Regions from separate parts of the Mus musculus genome. Here region 1 is linked to region 2. A link is a contact called in public promoter capture Hi-C data. All regions are on one chromosome and are shown on one strand. Each heading gives the region's core, a stretch centred on a gene start, on an enhancer-like site or on the middle of the called end of the contact. The rest is flanking DNA. Distances are from core to core; before and after follow the strand shown.

Region 1 (4,559 bases), core at 572-3,071, 510 kb before region 2:
GGCTGGAAGACACAAGTTTCTGATCTGGCTCTTGTCATGGAGATCTTGAGACATGATGACCGTGAAAAGCTTAGGCTCAGGCAAGGTAGTACAGGCCTTTAATCCCAGGAGACTGAGGCAAGGTGATATCTGGATTCAAGGTCAGCCTGGGACAAAGCAAGTCCTAGATCCAGGCATGGTGGTATGCACCTTTAATCTGAGCCACACTTTCTCATAGAAGCCTACCCAGGGACATTGGAAGAAGGAAGATTCACTCTTTTTCTTTTTCTTTTTTATTAATATTTTTTATTACTACGTATTTTCCTCAATTACATTTAGAATGCTATCCCCCATACCCCCCACACACACACACTTCCCTACCCACCCATTCCCATTTTTGGGCCCTGGCATTCCCCTGTACTGGGGCATATAAAGTTTGCGTGTCCAATAGGCCTCTCTTTCCAGTGATGGCCGACTAGGCCATCTTTTGATACATATGCAGCTAGAGTCAAGAGCTCCGGGGTACTGGTTAGTTCATATTGTTGTTCCACCTATAGGGTTGTAGATCCCTTTAGCTCCTTGGATATGTTCTCTAGCTCCTCCATTGGGGGCTTTGTGATCCATCCAATAGCTGACTGTGAGCATCCACTTCTGTGTTTGCTAGGCCCCAGCCTAGTCTCACAAGACCTACTTCTACAGAAGACCAGTTCAAACAACTAGCCTCACGGGACGGAGCAACTACCAAACTCTTCGAATTCCTATTAACAGTTGACCAATGCTCGGTGAGTTGAACTACAGACTATAAGTCATCACAATACATTCCTTTAATATATAGAGAACTCATTCCATAAGTTCTGTGTCTTTAGAGAACCCTGACTAATACAACCAGCCTTGGTGTTTTTGGTAAGGTGGTCTTCCATAATACGTAATATATTTTTTAATGCATTCCAATGGCTGAAATGATGCCAGGAATGTCTTTCATGTCTTATTACCAAACTATAGAGTAATAAAGCTGTTGATTCAACTTTCAAAGTCCACTTACCAAACTGTATGCTAAAGGGGTCTGTATTAGTCAGAGTTTTACTGCTGTGAACAGACACCATGACCAAGGCAAGTCTTATAAAAAACAACATTTAATTGGGGCTGGCTTACAGGTACAGAGGTTCAGTCCATTATCATCAAGGTGGGAGCATGGCAGCATCCAGGCAGGCATGGTGCAGGCAGAGCTGAGCGTTCTATGTCTTCATCCAAAGGCTGCTAGTGGAAGACTGACTTCCAGGCAACTAGGGTGAGGATCTTATGCCCACGCCCACAGTGACACACCTATTCCAACCTGGTCACACCTATTCCAACAAGGCCACACCTCCAAATGGTGTCACTCCCTAGTCCAAGAATATACAAACCATCACAGGGTCCAACAGTTATTTGTGCTCATAATTTTCTCACACACTGCTCCCACACTCAAGCCTCAAGGGATGAGGTTTCACTGGTATCATTTAGTAGTGTGGCGCCTGAAAAATGAACGAGAATTCCCACTAATTCTGTGAAACCTTAAGCTACATTAAGGACATTGGCTAGCAGGGTCCTAGTTGAGCATTTTAGCTCCTGCTGCACTGTACTAGCTGGAAGCAAGCCGTGGAACTGGCCTGAACCAGCCAGCAAAACTGGGGCGATCCAGGAGGCAGACAGGCCACTGACTTGGAGACGCGGGAGTGTGCTCAGAACCCGCCCTACTTGACTAGCTCCTCCCGACCAGACCACGCCCCGCCCGTCTGTCTTATATAAGCCTCCGCCCCGCCAAGCTCCGCCCCGTCAAGCCCCGCCCCGTCAAGCCCCGCCCCGCTCCGCGTCCTGCCTGCGAGTTACGCTTGTAGAGTCCCGGCAACTTCTCGCATGCTCTACCGGCCTTCCGGTCTGCGTTACCCGCCGCTGCCCTGCCATGGCTCAGCACTTCTCCCTGGGCGCCTGCGACGTGGTCGGCTTCGATCTCGACCACACGCTGTGCCGCTACAACCTGCCCGAGAGCGCCCGGGTGAGTGGCACGGACAGCCTCTAAAGGCGGCTGTGTAGAGTGTCGTAGGTCCCCGGCCGCTGGGCGGAAGTGTACTTTCAGGGGTTCTGCGGTCTTGAGGAGGAAGCCAGGGGCAGAAGATAGCGCAAGACCGAGCCGGGAAGCCGACTTGTAGAACCCTGAAAAAGCGGGGTCAGGGGCTTTGTGTGTCATTTGTTGATCCCAGGCCCTATTATTTTTTCCAACTCCTCTGGGCACCAGCTGAGTGGGTACAGCCACTTGTTTTGAACTTCAAGAAAACATGGCTGCATCTTTCCTTTTGCACACCCAAGTAATCACCTGTCAGAGTTTAAGTATTTCATACAGGGAGAGACTGTATAATAAATAGTATTGTGAGAAACACTGGGAGAAGTCGTTAACATCTTAGACCTCCTTTTGTCTTTACCAAGAGAAGAAAACAAGCATTTATTGTGCACGTACTACTTGATCTGTGCGTTTTAAATAAAGTTGTAATCTCAACAGAATCTACCCAGAATATGAGGGGATTAGATTGCTTTATTTGTAGGCTTATACCCTCATCTTAATCGCCCTGCTTTCTCTGACCCTTTGGGTTCACAAGAAACTAAAGAATTAAGAATATCACAGTGAGAAGTCTAAGCAGGACTCTGCAGTCAAAGTCCCTGGTTCGGGACCCTGGCACCAAGTGCCTAGCCCTGTGACACTGGGCAAATAATCTGGGTTCCTTCTCAATTAACCTTTCGAGGATTAAGTGTGCAGCCGATTGTTTGCTATTACGGTTAGCACCCACCACATCACTAGTGCAGACCACAGTCAGTGTAGTCCTGTCAGTGCCCCAGTTGGTCAGATTCTCCAAAATCAAAAATGAGGCTCCTGAATCACTCCGGTGTGTTTTCAAGCATACAGATGCTTTAAAAAAAAAAAAAGGTGTGTGTCCCTGCTGGGGCTCTGTTTTGCTTGCCAGTTGCACAGATCTCATTTCCTTTCTCATAGTTTAAAGACATTTAAGTCTTGGTCCTTTGGCTACTCTTTCAGAGTGTTCTCTGGGTGCTAATTTCTTTCCTTCCACGGCGTTCAGATTCCAGTCTGGTTCATCTTATGCCCTTCATCTGTATTCACTGTCGTTCATGGAGAATGTTGTTTAACCTCTGTCATGTTAAAAAGCCAGTTTTGTGCGTGTGTGAGCATACACATTTTAGGATAGAAGATTCAGAAGATACTCTACTGCAAGTTTTGAATCGCAGTGCTGATTAAAGGCTGAAAACGATACCCTGGTGAATCTTGGTTATGCTTGGTATAGAAATCCTAAGTCTCACCGAGTGCTGAACACCAGGACATAGTTAGGGACACACATCAACCACACACAAGTAGGAGCCTCTCTGTGGTTAGCAACCTGTTACCAGAAAGACGATGTAAAGTTCTTTTGCATTCTTATGGGGGAGAGGAGTATTTGCCAAGGCTTGCTATTGCCTGTCCCGGAGGGAGGGTCTCTTCCCTTCCATTCAGTGTCTCTTCATCATGTGGGGTCTCATCTTAAGTACTTAAATTATGAAATCACCCTCCCACCGCCGTCCTTCTCTTCCCTCCTAGGAAGCCTTTTGTGTCACCACTTACAATTTCTTTAAACCTTACTTCTCCAAATGCTCAGCAGAAGCTTTATATATTCTAGTTACTCTTTGGACTCCCCCACCCCCAGCCCCCGAGAGCCTCTGTCTTCTGAGTTACAGAAAACAGTGTTTTCTATGTCTTGAGCATACTGGGCTTAGTGATTTACGATGTGGTTGGAATTAACTGAATATGATGACACAGTCACTTTTTTTCCCCCTTTTTGGTATGGTGTATGTATGTAAAAGTAGCTTTTGCTCCCCTCACGTCATTGTTGGCTTCATCTGCTAGTCTAGGCCTAGTCTTGGAAGGTTCTAGCCTATGTACAATCTTATCGAGGCCTAGAAGGTTTAGTCTCTGAGACTTACTGCTTTCTAGCTCTTTCTGAGCTTTAGCTGGCTGGTTCAACTTAACTGTTCTGGCTCAAAACTCCTCTCCAAACCGACTGCTTCCATCTGGCCTTTCTCTAGGCCTCTAACTGAATGCCCTGCCTGGCCTCAGACTAACTTTGGCAGTATGTTCTTAGCTGGCTCCTTCTCATTCTCTAACGTGTTCTGTGTTCACCTGTGTCTAGCTTGTTCTCTCTCTGCAACCTGTCTCTGTAAAACTCTCCCAGTTCTCTTTCTCTCTTTGCACAGCCCTTCAAGTAGCTTCCCTTTCCTCTCTCTTCTGCGAGTTGGGCATATCCTATTCTGTTGATTCATCACTTTATCTGCCACTCAATTAGATATCACTTTCAAACTTGGATGTTTCCTTCTAGAAACTAACTTTACCTTCATTGTTGGGATTAAAGGGGTGTATTTAGGGTGTATCTGAATTCCAGCCAGAGGGATTAAAGGTTTGTGCTAAGACTGAGCAACACCACAATTAGAAACAGAGGAATGCCAGGGCCAGGAAGCAGGAGTGGGTGGGTTGGGGAGCAGGGCAGGGGTGGGGGAGGGTATAG
Region 2 (4,218 bases), core at 1,592-4,091:
AAGTGAAGGTATTGTCTATCACTCCAGATGGAATCTAGAATTTGTTTAAGTAAGTTCTCTAATATGATGTAGATATTTAAGATAGTAGAGGAGAACATAGTAGCATGATATACAGTACAAATCAGTTATTTTCACATTTCAGTTCTCAAAATGGAATCTCTTAGCTATAAGCTATATACCATCAGTGATGAACAGTTTTTACTCTCTTACCTTAAATTCTTTTTTGTTCTCCATCCTTGCCTATAGATATCCAAATATATTATATTTTATGTGAAATATAATATAATTAGATATCCAAATCCCACTAACTCTTTAAGAGCTATATCCTTACTATCTTATGTATTTTAAAATCTTTTCTTCCAATTATGTCTATGCATGTGGGTATTTGCATGTGAAAGTAAGTGCCCATGGAGACTAGAACATGTCAGATCTGTAATATGCAATATAGTTGCTTGTGACCTGCCTGATATGGGTGATGGAAACCAAACTCTAGTCCTCTGAAAGAACATGAATCTCATTATTGCAGAGCCATTTCTCCAGCTCCTACATTAAAAAAAACAAATCTATTTTATTTAATCTATTTGAGTGTTTTTCTATGCATTTCCTTGTATGTGTGTGCAACATTTGCGTGTTGGTTCCTGAGGAGGTCAGAAGTTATTGTATCTCTGTACCCCCTGGAACTGGAGTTGACAGATAGTTGTGCATACCTTGGGTGCTGCCTACTGAATCTTGATCTGCAAGAACAACTAGTGCTCTTAACCACTGATCCCAATCTCCAACCCCAACATCATATTTTGAAAGTAACAATGTTTTTAGGACCCCAAAGAATGCATTTCATATTGCCATTCTACCCACATACACTAAAAGATAAGTCATCAAATTATTTACTTTCCCCCTTCTTAAAACTATTTTTGTTAGTTCTTTGAGAACTTTATGTGTTTGACTGTATTCACCTTCCCTTTCCCAACTCTTTCAGATCCATCACGCCCTCCTCTACCACCGAACTTTGTGTCCTTCTATTTTTCCTCCACCAAGGCCGATTTGTGCCGCACAAATATTATTAGATGTGTGATCTTCCTCTGAAGTGGTGAATGTAGCATTTTGTTCTTTTCCATTTCACAACTAAATTAGTAGAACTTCATTTATCCTCTCACCAATTAATTGTACTTTTCACAAGAGGCAATCTGTATTTCTCAGGCACCAGACTTATAGGTCTTTGAAAACCCTAGACACACAGTTCAGTTGTTTAGAAGCAAGAATTTCTAGAAAGCTACACTATTACGAGTTCTCATGTTAAAGCTGCAATGGACATCAAGACCATACCTGGATACTTGGTTACCACATGTTTAAAAGAAAGACCTAGCATGTTTTAAAAGTAATCAGGTTTTCTGCTTTCTTGTAGAATACAAGATGCAGGACTTTCTGTGCTCAAATCTTAGGACAATCTTAAGAAAACGAGGATGGAAGGTCACCATAGCACTGGCCTGGGAATGAACATAAAATCAAGCTATACAAGTTTTCAATTGGTTACAAGAATGCACGCTATCACTATAGGCAATTATACAATCTACAAACATCCTGGGAACATGCTTAGATTTCATGACTTTACAATCTCTTCTAAGCCAAGAATAAACAAAACAAACAAACAAGAACAACCCCACCCCTCCAACCAACCAACCAACCAACCAACCAACCAGCCAACCTATGTGTCTAGGGTCTTCAAAGACCTAAAACAATTATTACCAGGGGCCCAGTTTTACGTGTCAAATGCACTTATCTCACTAATTTACTACCTTTGTATTTTATTTTTACTCCTTTTTGTCTGTCTGTCTGTCTACCAACTTTTTACATTTAGACAGGGTCCCACTGTGTTGCCCTGGGTGACCTGTAACTTGCTGTGCAAATAGGTGGGCCTATAGCCTATTAGCCTCTACCTCCCTATCTATGTTCTGGAATTAAAAGCCTCTGCCACCACACCCAGTAACTTTCTTTTTCAAAAGAAATCCTTTCAGATTCTAGTCTCTTTTTGCCTCCAACAAATTTTCACAGAAATACCTTACTCTGCTCCTGCCCACCCCCTTTGTTGTCACCCCACCCCCACTGTGATACTTACAGATTTAAGCCAGACTTGCTGCTGGTACTCAGCAGGTAGGCTTTTGCATTCTGAATGGCCACCTCAAGCATACTCTGGGCTGCTTCACTGGCTCCAACCTCAGGCTGGTCTGGGTCACAGTTACTGTCTGAGCCTTCCTCTTGTAAAAGGTCAAATCTCAGCCCTTTGTGCTTGGACTTGTTCCTGCTGGCATCCCTTAGCCCACAGAGGTCAGGTTGGGGTGTCTGAGACTGCGGGAAAGTACTTTCCTCGGCGTGGCTTGTGTAGTGAGAAGTTGATTGCTTTGCAGCAGAAGATGATTCCCAAGGATCAGAATAAGGTGTCCCGGTGTCAGCGATTCCATTAGCGGTCTTCTCTGTGGGTGATGCAGCTACAGGATCCTGAGTAGTTTCAGTGTTGAGAGGAGTGGAATGAAACTGCAGAGGAGGAGGGGGAGGGGAGGATGACACTTCTGGTCCAGCGGTGAGGTCTCCCGTAGACAGGCTGACTCTAGACTGGTGGCTCCAAGAGGGGCTCATTCTGGGTGCGGGTTCGGTGTCTGTCCTTTGCTCCTCTTCCCGGTACTCAGGTGATGGGGGACCAGGCTCCTGGGGAGAAACGTCTGACTCTCCTTGCCATAATCTCTCTGCTTCCCCTGGCTCTTGATTTTCCTTTTCTTGTTTCAGAGAGGTAGAGTTTTCCATAGGAGTTAAGAAATAAGTCACGTGAACGGAGCGTGACGATATGGAAGGAAACAACACGGGACTTTGCTGAGATCTTCTAAGTAATCAATTCCTAATCAACCTGCCTCCACAGGTTGCAAGCGTCCGGTCTCCATAGCAACCCCAGGCTGGCAGTCTCTGTGTAAAAATCAAACAGCCCTGTTGCTAGGATTTTAGGGAGGGGACTAGTTTTGTGATTTGGTGAAGTCTCTGTCCCTCTTCCTAGCTCAGCCAATCCGAACCCTACCTTTCGTTTTGTTTGTTTTATTTTGTTTTGGGAACCAAGACCTGCAAGATGAGAGCAAAGGTGGAACTGTGATCCGGTGTTGGAGGTCTTTAAAGGTCTGACAGTTTGATCTAGGTTATGGATATGAAGTATGAGTAATGTATATAAAGTGTGGCTCAGCGGTTAAGAGCACTAACTGCTCTTCCAAGGTCCTGAGTTCAACTCCCAGCAACCACATAATGGCTCAAAATCATCTATAATGTGATCTGATGTCCTATTCCAGCATGTAACTGTACATGCAGATAGAGTGCTCATATACATAAAAATAAATAAAATATTTAAATAAAAAGAATGGGAGAATAAATGCATAAAGTCAAACAGCATTTCTTCATTCTCTTTTCCCTACTATTTGGGTGGTAAGTATGAAACCAAAGGCCTCTGCATTCCAGGGACGTTCCCTATTAGGACATGATGCCATAGCCTTCTACATTTTTTAAAGATAGTTTTATTCGAAACTATAGTTTTCTGTTGGAAACACACCCATGTTTGCTTCCAAAGACCCAAGGAAGAGCTTGGCATACTATTCTGCTGTTTGCTTTCTTTATTTCAGTGTTGTCAGTACTTAAACTAGAGTGTAGCTATTACCTGCTTCACAAATGCTCCAAAGATGGGCATGTTAGGTGTAGAGACAAACATTTATAGCCCAGTGATCTTTAATCATACCAAAATGATTACCTAGTCTATCAAAATATGCAGCTTTGCTTTTCTTTTCTGAGGAGCTAAATTCATGGATCAAATTAAAGTCCATCATGCTTCAAATTAAGTTCTAAGAGTTCTTCAACACTATAGCATGACTCTAAATGCAAATGCACATTTGTTTTTCTGTATTTCCCTATAGGTGCCCTCAATAAGTTTCTGAGACCTTAATTTCAGTGTCATTTACAAGTTTAACTTTATAAGTTTTATATAATATTGCGAATCTCTAACAAATTCTTTATTTGGCTTTATCTCTTCAGCTCAATGTCATATGACCTTGACATAATGCAAGTGTATAAATAAAAAGTATTCAGATACAAAATTCTTAGTTCTGTATCATAAATATATTTGAGGAAACCCTCAAGCCTTCCATGGAGTTGCCATCTTCTCTTCAAGAAGCAAGCTTTCATTAGCCAAAGTCA

Evidence for each region. Promoter capture Hi-C pulls out the DNA fragments that hold promoters and counts their contacts.
Region 1: a contact with region 2 is called in a promoter capture Hi-C map of pre-B cells. The contact joins the promoter of Nt5dc1 here to the promoter of Rsph4a in region 2. A contact is called at or near these places in 2 of 39 promoter capture datasets (the C10 cell line and pre-B cells), 1 of 484 Hi-C or Micro-C datasets (embryonic stem cells) and 1 of 115 datasets of contacts at active chromatin or transcription factors (bone marrow-derived macrophages).

What each region holds. Positions count from the first base shown.
Region 1 is chr10:34,415,813-34,420,371 of GRCm38.p6, reverse strand. It overlaps Nt5dc1 (5'-nucleotidase domain containing 1), which reads left to right and starts at 1,821. Exons shown (of 12, transcript NM_176968.5): 1 at 1,821-2,011. The coding sequence starts at 1,919.
Region 2 is chr10:33,903,734-33,907,951 of GRCm38.p6, reverse strand. Rsph4a (radial spoke head 4 homolog A (Chlamydomonas)) reads right to left here and starts at 2,841. Exons shown (of 6, transcript NM_001162957.1): 1 at 2,114-2,841. The coding sequence starts at 2,796.